Regions from separate parts of the Arachis hypogaea genome. Here region 1 is linked to region 2. The links are chromatin contacts, called in public Hi-C maps. All regions are on one chromosome and are shown on one strand. Each heading gives the region's core, a stretch centred on a gene start, on an enhancer-like site or on the middle of the called end of the contact. The rest is flanking DNA. Distances are from core to core; before and after follow the strand shown. Region 1 has its middle 7.8 kb from the start of LOC112767606. Region 2 overlaps LOC112766678 (amino acid transporter AVT1I-like).

What was found. Hi-C and Micro-C count contacts between places; a contact is called where the count stands out from the background.
Region 1: a Hi-C map of an unstated tissue shows a contact between it and region 2, with 4 times the contacts expected there. The contact joins two enhancer-like sites. A contact is called at or near these places in 3 of 8 Hi-C or Micro-C datasets (leaf and an unstated tissue).

Annotation. Positions count from the first base shown.
Region 1 is chr17:26,119,252-26,122,558 of arahy.Tifrunner.gnm2.J5K5, forward strand. No RefSeq gene overlaps it. Among protein-coding and RNA genes, the nearest start is that of LOC112767606, 7.8 kb to the left of the region's middle. Within about 2 kb of position 1,585, at least 2 of the 3 cell types and tissues checked have open chromatin away from gene starts, as enhancers often do.
Region 2 is chr17:25,993,461-25,996,964 of arahy.Tifrunner.gnm2.J5K5, forward strand. LOC112766678 (amino acid transporter AVT1I-like) reads right to left here. Exons shown (of 3, transcript XM_072222618.1): 2 at 3,451-3,504; 3 at 2,062-2,752. The coding sequence ends at 2,231. Among protein-coding and RNA genes, the nearest start is that of LOC112767180, 6.8 kb to the left of the region's middle. Within about 2 kb of position 1,496, at least 3 of the 3 cell types and tissues checked have open chromatin away from gene starts, as enhancers often do.

The DNA of each region.
Region 1 (3,307 bases), core at 335-2,834, 130 kb after region 2:
ACCTAAGAAAAACTCAATAAGATGTTGTTTTAGGTAAAAGATAACCGCAAATAAACTTAGACAAGTGTTATTTTAGGTATATGAAAAAAGTTAAAAAAAGAACAAAAAAAGTTTATACAAGTATTGCTTTAGGTATATTAAAAGGAAACTTAAAAAAACTTAGACAAGTGTTACTTTATGTATTAAAAAATACAACTCGTAAAAAATGTCACAATAAAGTCTTTATTAATGCGTTGTGTTTGGGTCCTCTAAAGCAACCCTTACATAAAATTATTTTTTAGTAGAAAATGCAATGTTTTTTAAAGGTTGCCACGAAAAGGGTTTTCTTTGATGCAAAAAACTGTTGCTTTAGACCAAAGGTAACGGCCGTATAGCCAATTCCAAAAAGTGTTGCATTTTATCAAAAAGTGTTGCCTTTAATCAAAGGCATCGCTTTTTCTTATTATAGGCAATGTTTTTAAAGGGTTGCCTCAATTCGAATTTATTGTAGTGTGATAAATAATAATTAATTGAGTAATATTAGAAAGGTAATAATTTAAAATTATTTTTATTTAATTTAATATGTATAATTTTATTATTTTATGTATATAATGTTTGAGGTTAAATTCTAGGAAGCCAAAGATGGTCATAATTTGTTTTTTTGGTTTTTGTTTGTATTTATTAATTACTGACTATTAAAATAAATATATAATATTAAATATAATAAGTGTATAATTATAAATATTACATATATAAAATTATAAGTATTAAGTTAAATAAAATAATTTTAAAATATTGTTTTTCTAACTAGAATTACTCTTAATTTTAAAGTAAAATGATCATCTTGACATATATTTTCATCTTTTAGTTTTAAAAAGATGATATATATAGTAAGGGACAAATTAATACTGGAATAAATTGAATACAACTCATTTAAATAAGATAATTTTTGCATTTTATTATGGTGGTTTTCTTTCGATCTTAAAATTTAATTACTTGTAAAGAAAGAATTTGTACAATATAATATAAGATAATTTTTTTTTGTAAAATTGTTGCTTTATATTTATTTGATTCTTTGTGGTACAGAAATTTGTAGAAGAGAATAATATACAAAGTAAAGTCCTCCAATTCATCCCTGCCAAAAGTATGTATAAATTTAAAGAATCTCAACTTGTGATCATAGTTATTAAGGGGTAGTGGAGGGGATATATTAGTTTATTACTGATATGAAATAACCATGATACTTTTATTGGGCGGGGTTGTAAATTAAAAGTACCTAAGTTAAATCATGAGAATGAAAAAGAGAACAAATTCCAATTGGCCAAATGCGTAACAACTAAGTATATATGCTCAAGTCAAAATCAATTAATGACTTTTGAAGACTTTATCTTTTTATTGTTCGAAAAGAAAAATAATGAGATGCCACATCTATATTCAAGTATGATTGATTTTTTATTATCTAACGGTGAAAAACACAAATTTTTCAGACGATAATTGGACAATGAGCTAACACACAAAATTTTCCGGGTATTAACGTCATCAATATTGTTTTTAAATAGAATAATACCGTAGTGTATGTAATGATATATATTATTCGTGCACCTAAGTGACCTAACTAAATCCTACTCCTGATTTGTTCTTGTCTTTCACGCCATGTTTTCTCTTTTCTCTTCTTCTCCTATAAAAATTTAAATAATTAATATTCCGCATGCATTTTGTATTTTTGTGTCACTTCATCGTAACTTTATGGGAAAGAGAAAACATTGGTCCACGTGGCACTCATGCAACTCCCAATATAATAATACGAGGAATGCTAGGAGCAGTAACTTTTGTGATTTGTAACGATTAAATAATCATTAATGATGATTTTAATAGTGTAAAGTTGGTGTGAAATTTCATCTAATGTCTCACTTTTTTTTGTTAATTACATGCTGGCCATAATTTAATAAAGTTACTGACTCTTAAACTTTTCTTAACAATATTGCCATTATGTTAAATTAATGGAAGAATTTTAAGTGTACAGGTATTACAATAGTTTAAATGGATATGAAAAAGAAAAAGTATATTTTCTAGTGTAGTAAGTATATTGATATTTTAATAATTTTAATAGTTAATTTTAATTATAAAAAATATATATAATTATTACAACATCGATATTTTGAATATATTTAAAAAATTTTATAATATATATTAATTAAAATTAACGATTAAAATTATTGAAATATTAATATTTTAAATACACTTAAATTTTTTTTTAAATTATATTAGTGAGTTAACTATTAATTTAGTATTTAAAAAATTCAGTTATTGACAATAAAATTTCTGAAAGATGATATTAATAAAATTGCTCTTTAAATAATTTAAAAATATAATAAAAATAACTAATAATTATTATATTTTTTGTAAGAGACAATTTTTTTTTTGTATTTAGCAAACGATTTTTCTATTTAATATAAATTTAAGTGGTAATATTTGAATAAATATTTAGAAAGTACACAAAAAATTTGGAACAAAATTTGATCTTTAATTTTTTTTGTTTTTTTTTTAAAAAATGATAATTCAGAATAAAATTCTTTTAAAAAAATTTACTTGACATAAAATTACCAAATTTTAAAGATAAAAATATCTTATTTTTTAATAATAATTACAAAAATTTACATCAAAATCTAATATCTAAAGTCTTTTTTTAGAATATATATTTAATATCTAATTTTTTTGTTGCGTTTTTAAATCTTTCGAGAGTTTATTTATCGTTAACATTTTTTAGAATTTTTTTATTAATAATGTAAACTTTGAGGTATCGTTTTAATAGTTTACTTTATAATAGCTAATGATAAATTATGTTAGCTTTGTGAAAAAAATCTCAAAATATGTTAAAAAAAGTGTGTCAGCAAATTTATTATTTATTATTATTATTTTTAATTATCAATTTAATATTTTTATTTTTTAGTCTAATAATTTGATAATATATTTTTAATTTATATTTTTAAATATTATTCATTAACTATTGACTAAAAATAATAAATTTTATTAGTTTTATAATATTTTTTTGTCTTTAAATATTTAGGTCTAGTTTGAATAAACAACTTAATTAATTTACTTTTGAAAAAATAGCTTAAACAATAAATACTTATATTAAAAGTAACTTATAAATAAGTTATTTTATGTTTAATTTTTTAGTTCTAAAAGTACTTATTTTAAGTGAAAAATGATAAAAAAAAAACTTTTTATTATGAGAGAAGTAATTTTTTTATTTTCTTCTTAAATACCAAAATAACTTTTTAAAAAATTATAATTTTATTTTAAAAATTATACCAAATATTAATAT
Region 2 (3,504 bases), core at 246-2,745:
AAAATAGATTTAGTTTTATATAAATATAAATAAAACCGGTGAATGATAATATAAAAATAAAAATTTTAGTGTTTCTTAAATTCTAAATCATAAATATTAAATAATAAATTCTAAATTCTAAATGTTAAACTCTAAATTCGAGCCATTGATATAAAATAATAAATAAAAAACTAAAATTTATTAAATTAAAAAGGATTACAACACCCTTTACTTAATTTGGGGCCAACTTATTTTGTCAAATCCACCTAAAAAAGGTTAGGTCTAAACCATCAATAATGAATAAGTAATCAAATTCATCCTTAAAAAATTATTCGTTTTTGGAATTGGTTATCAAAAAATTTTTTTAATCAAATTCGTTTTTCAAATATTTCAAGTTAATCATGTTGATTATTCGTTACTTCTTTTATTTTTTATTTTTTACCAAAGATAGGAGACTCGAACCCGCAACCTATGCCATTTGAGCTATAACTCATTGGCTCGTTACTTCTTTTATTGATGATGTTAAAATTGACTGATATTACATAATAAATGATACTATATCAATATTACACGACTATTTATTCATCAATAACTATAGGTCCAATCCCCCAATATAAAAAATATCCTATTACTGTCCATATTCAAGATTATTTCGTAACCCAAAAATCTAATTTACGGAAAGACATTTTCTTTTTTTTTTTTTTTTGGTTTTATACATTACACAACATACATTCACTCATACAAACACTCCTGCTACTAACATGGGTTTTATATTTTTTATTGAGGAGTGAGACAGATGATACTGCCATTAGGTTTCGGCTGTCTAAAAAGATTTTTTTTTGTTTTTTACACCACATACCCATATACACTCATATACACTGCTACTATTATCTTTCTATAGCCTCTTGAGCTTAATGAAGGTTCGAATCTTTGTGCAGCTCCTTGTGACATAGCAAATTCTGCCATTAACTCCAATAAAAATCCAAAAATTGGCTTAGAAAAAAGAAAAAAGAAACGGTCCAACGAAAAGTGGGCCTTTAAAGCCCATACTTACAAAATGGACAATAAAAAATATTTAAAAATGTTGCTAATAATCATCTCTTCTCTTTTTCTTTTTTTAAGCAATTTTGTAAGAGTCTAAAAGACGAAGTTCACCTCAGTCTTTATTTTATAGTATTCAATTCCAGCGACTCAAAACTCAATATTTGACCGATTACTTAGATTAAATCTTAAGGGAGATTTCCGAAAAAGTAACCCAAAATTCCTTATAGAAAGAATTAAAGATAGATGGCTCTCTTCCGAGCAAACAGGATACCAAAAAAAAAAAAAAAAACTGTCAGAATTAACACATGACTTTAGACGTGATGAAATCGGAAGTATAAAGCAATCCGAACCCGACTCTTCTGAATCATTATTTGACTATTCTGCAAAATAGAGGAAACGTGTCATGCCCAAAGGTATGACAGCAAATTTCATCACATGTAGAAAAAAAAAAATCATCACTGTAGCGTTGGCCCATCTATTTGGTTGAATCATAGTACTAGAACGGATGGGAATAGAATAGAAGATGAGCTGGCCTGTTTGGAAGATGCCTCTACCAACATTTGTAACTTTGAAATAATCTTGGATTAATTTAGTAATTAATTTATTAATTTATTTAAACAAGTATTAAGAGTTTAAATTTTGTGCATATAATAATTAATTAATTTACAATAAATTTTTAAATAAATTTTAAATTTATAATTAATCAGTTTTTAGTTTGTCGAATTATGCCATACTATAAAAAACAAAACAAAAAATATTTATAACTTAGGTAACTTGAATGATTAACTGAACTTACTCTTCAACTTAAATAAGCCTTAGAAGTTCTACTCCCGCTTTATAAAAATAGTAATTGAAGTCTAACGACAAACCCCTTAAAAAGAATTTTGATCCCCTATAGGGTAATCATTAATTTATCGGCATCAACAACAGAGGGAAAAAAACATATGTAGCTTAGTCTTTTTGACAGTTTGAATACCTCTAATTGATTGAAATTCTCTTCCCGGAAAAAAAAATAAAAAAGAAAAAGAAAACAATAACTACCTATGCTACTCTTCGATTTATTTATTTTACATTAATCTCGAGTGCATTCAATAGGAGACCACATGGTTTAACCAAACTTCCAAATGGATTACTTACGATACATGATATATGTAAGTAATCTCAGTATTTTTTATTTTAAAAAAAAAGTACAAATGGGGAATTACAACTATAAATGCCTAATTATTTCTAAGAGGGAAGTGTAAGTTCCAAATGCTGCAATTGCAACTCCTACTAACACTATGGAATAATTGACGATCATTTCACATCCCAATTTCCCATAAGTTCCAGAAATCTTCAAGTAGCAAACACATGGCACTAGGAATGAAGCAGAGACACTTAACAATGCACCAACAAGGGACATTAGGTACCCAAAAAATGGAACAGTGAGTGCAACAACAACAGTGGTGAAGAGCAATATGCTACTAATTAGTATATGTGTGAGCTTTGGCCTTTTGTTGTAGTGTGATGGAAGCACGTTTTTTGTGGCATCCACAATTGGCCTTAGCATCAGAGCATATTTGGTTATGGGGTTAACCAAAGTTGTGTATATCGCCACTTTTGAACTCAGTTTTTCTTTTGGAAGGTTCAGAGTTATTTCTGATTCAACCTCTGATCCAAACATTAAGTATCCCAAAACTGCTGTTGCTGCATATACTAGAGTGCACAATGTGAAGCACACCAGCAACACCTGTAACAAATTAAAGTAAATGATACATGTAATAACATATAGTTAGGTGGGTTTGGAATTTTAAAACGTGCAAGATGGGCAGAGTACTTGGAAAATTTTGTCTCCTGGAATAAATGAATAATGTTAGCTTCTACTAAGTCTTGAACGAAAAAATATACCAATTTAGTGACTCTATCTTGACCAAATCGATTTTAATAATTATAATGTCAATTCACTTACATGGAGATATTCACTAAACAATGAGTTAAGTAAGAACTATTAGTTAAGTAATGAACTATCAGTAAAATCACCTTTTTTTTTTACTTTATTTTTTTGGGTTAAATTTTTGTGTTAATCCCAATAATTTTTTTAATTTTATCATTAAATCTCTATACTTTAAAAGATTTTAATTGGGATCCTACACCAATTTTAAATTTATAATTAGATCATTTTTTTAATAAACGTTAAAAAAATTTAAAAACGTTTTCATCCATTTCACACCACTAGCAATATGCCTTAACATATTTCATTAAATTAAATGTTTTTAAAACGGAAAGAATGTAATTACAAATTTAAAATGATATAAAGACTCAATAAAAAATTTTTAAAATAGAATAATTTAATTACAAATTTAAAAAAATTATAGAAACTAATATAATAAGTCAACATTTTTTTAATTAAAAAAATTAGGATTTTTTTTCTAAATTATATGCACTTACATTAGAGAACTGATGCTTGTTCTTCATGGAAGTGTAGAGACTTGGAAACACAGG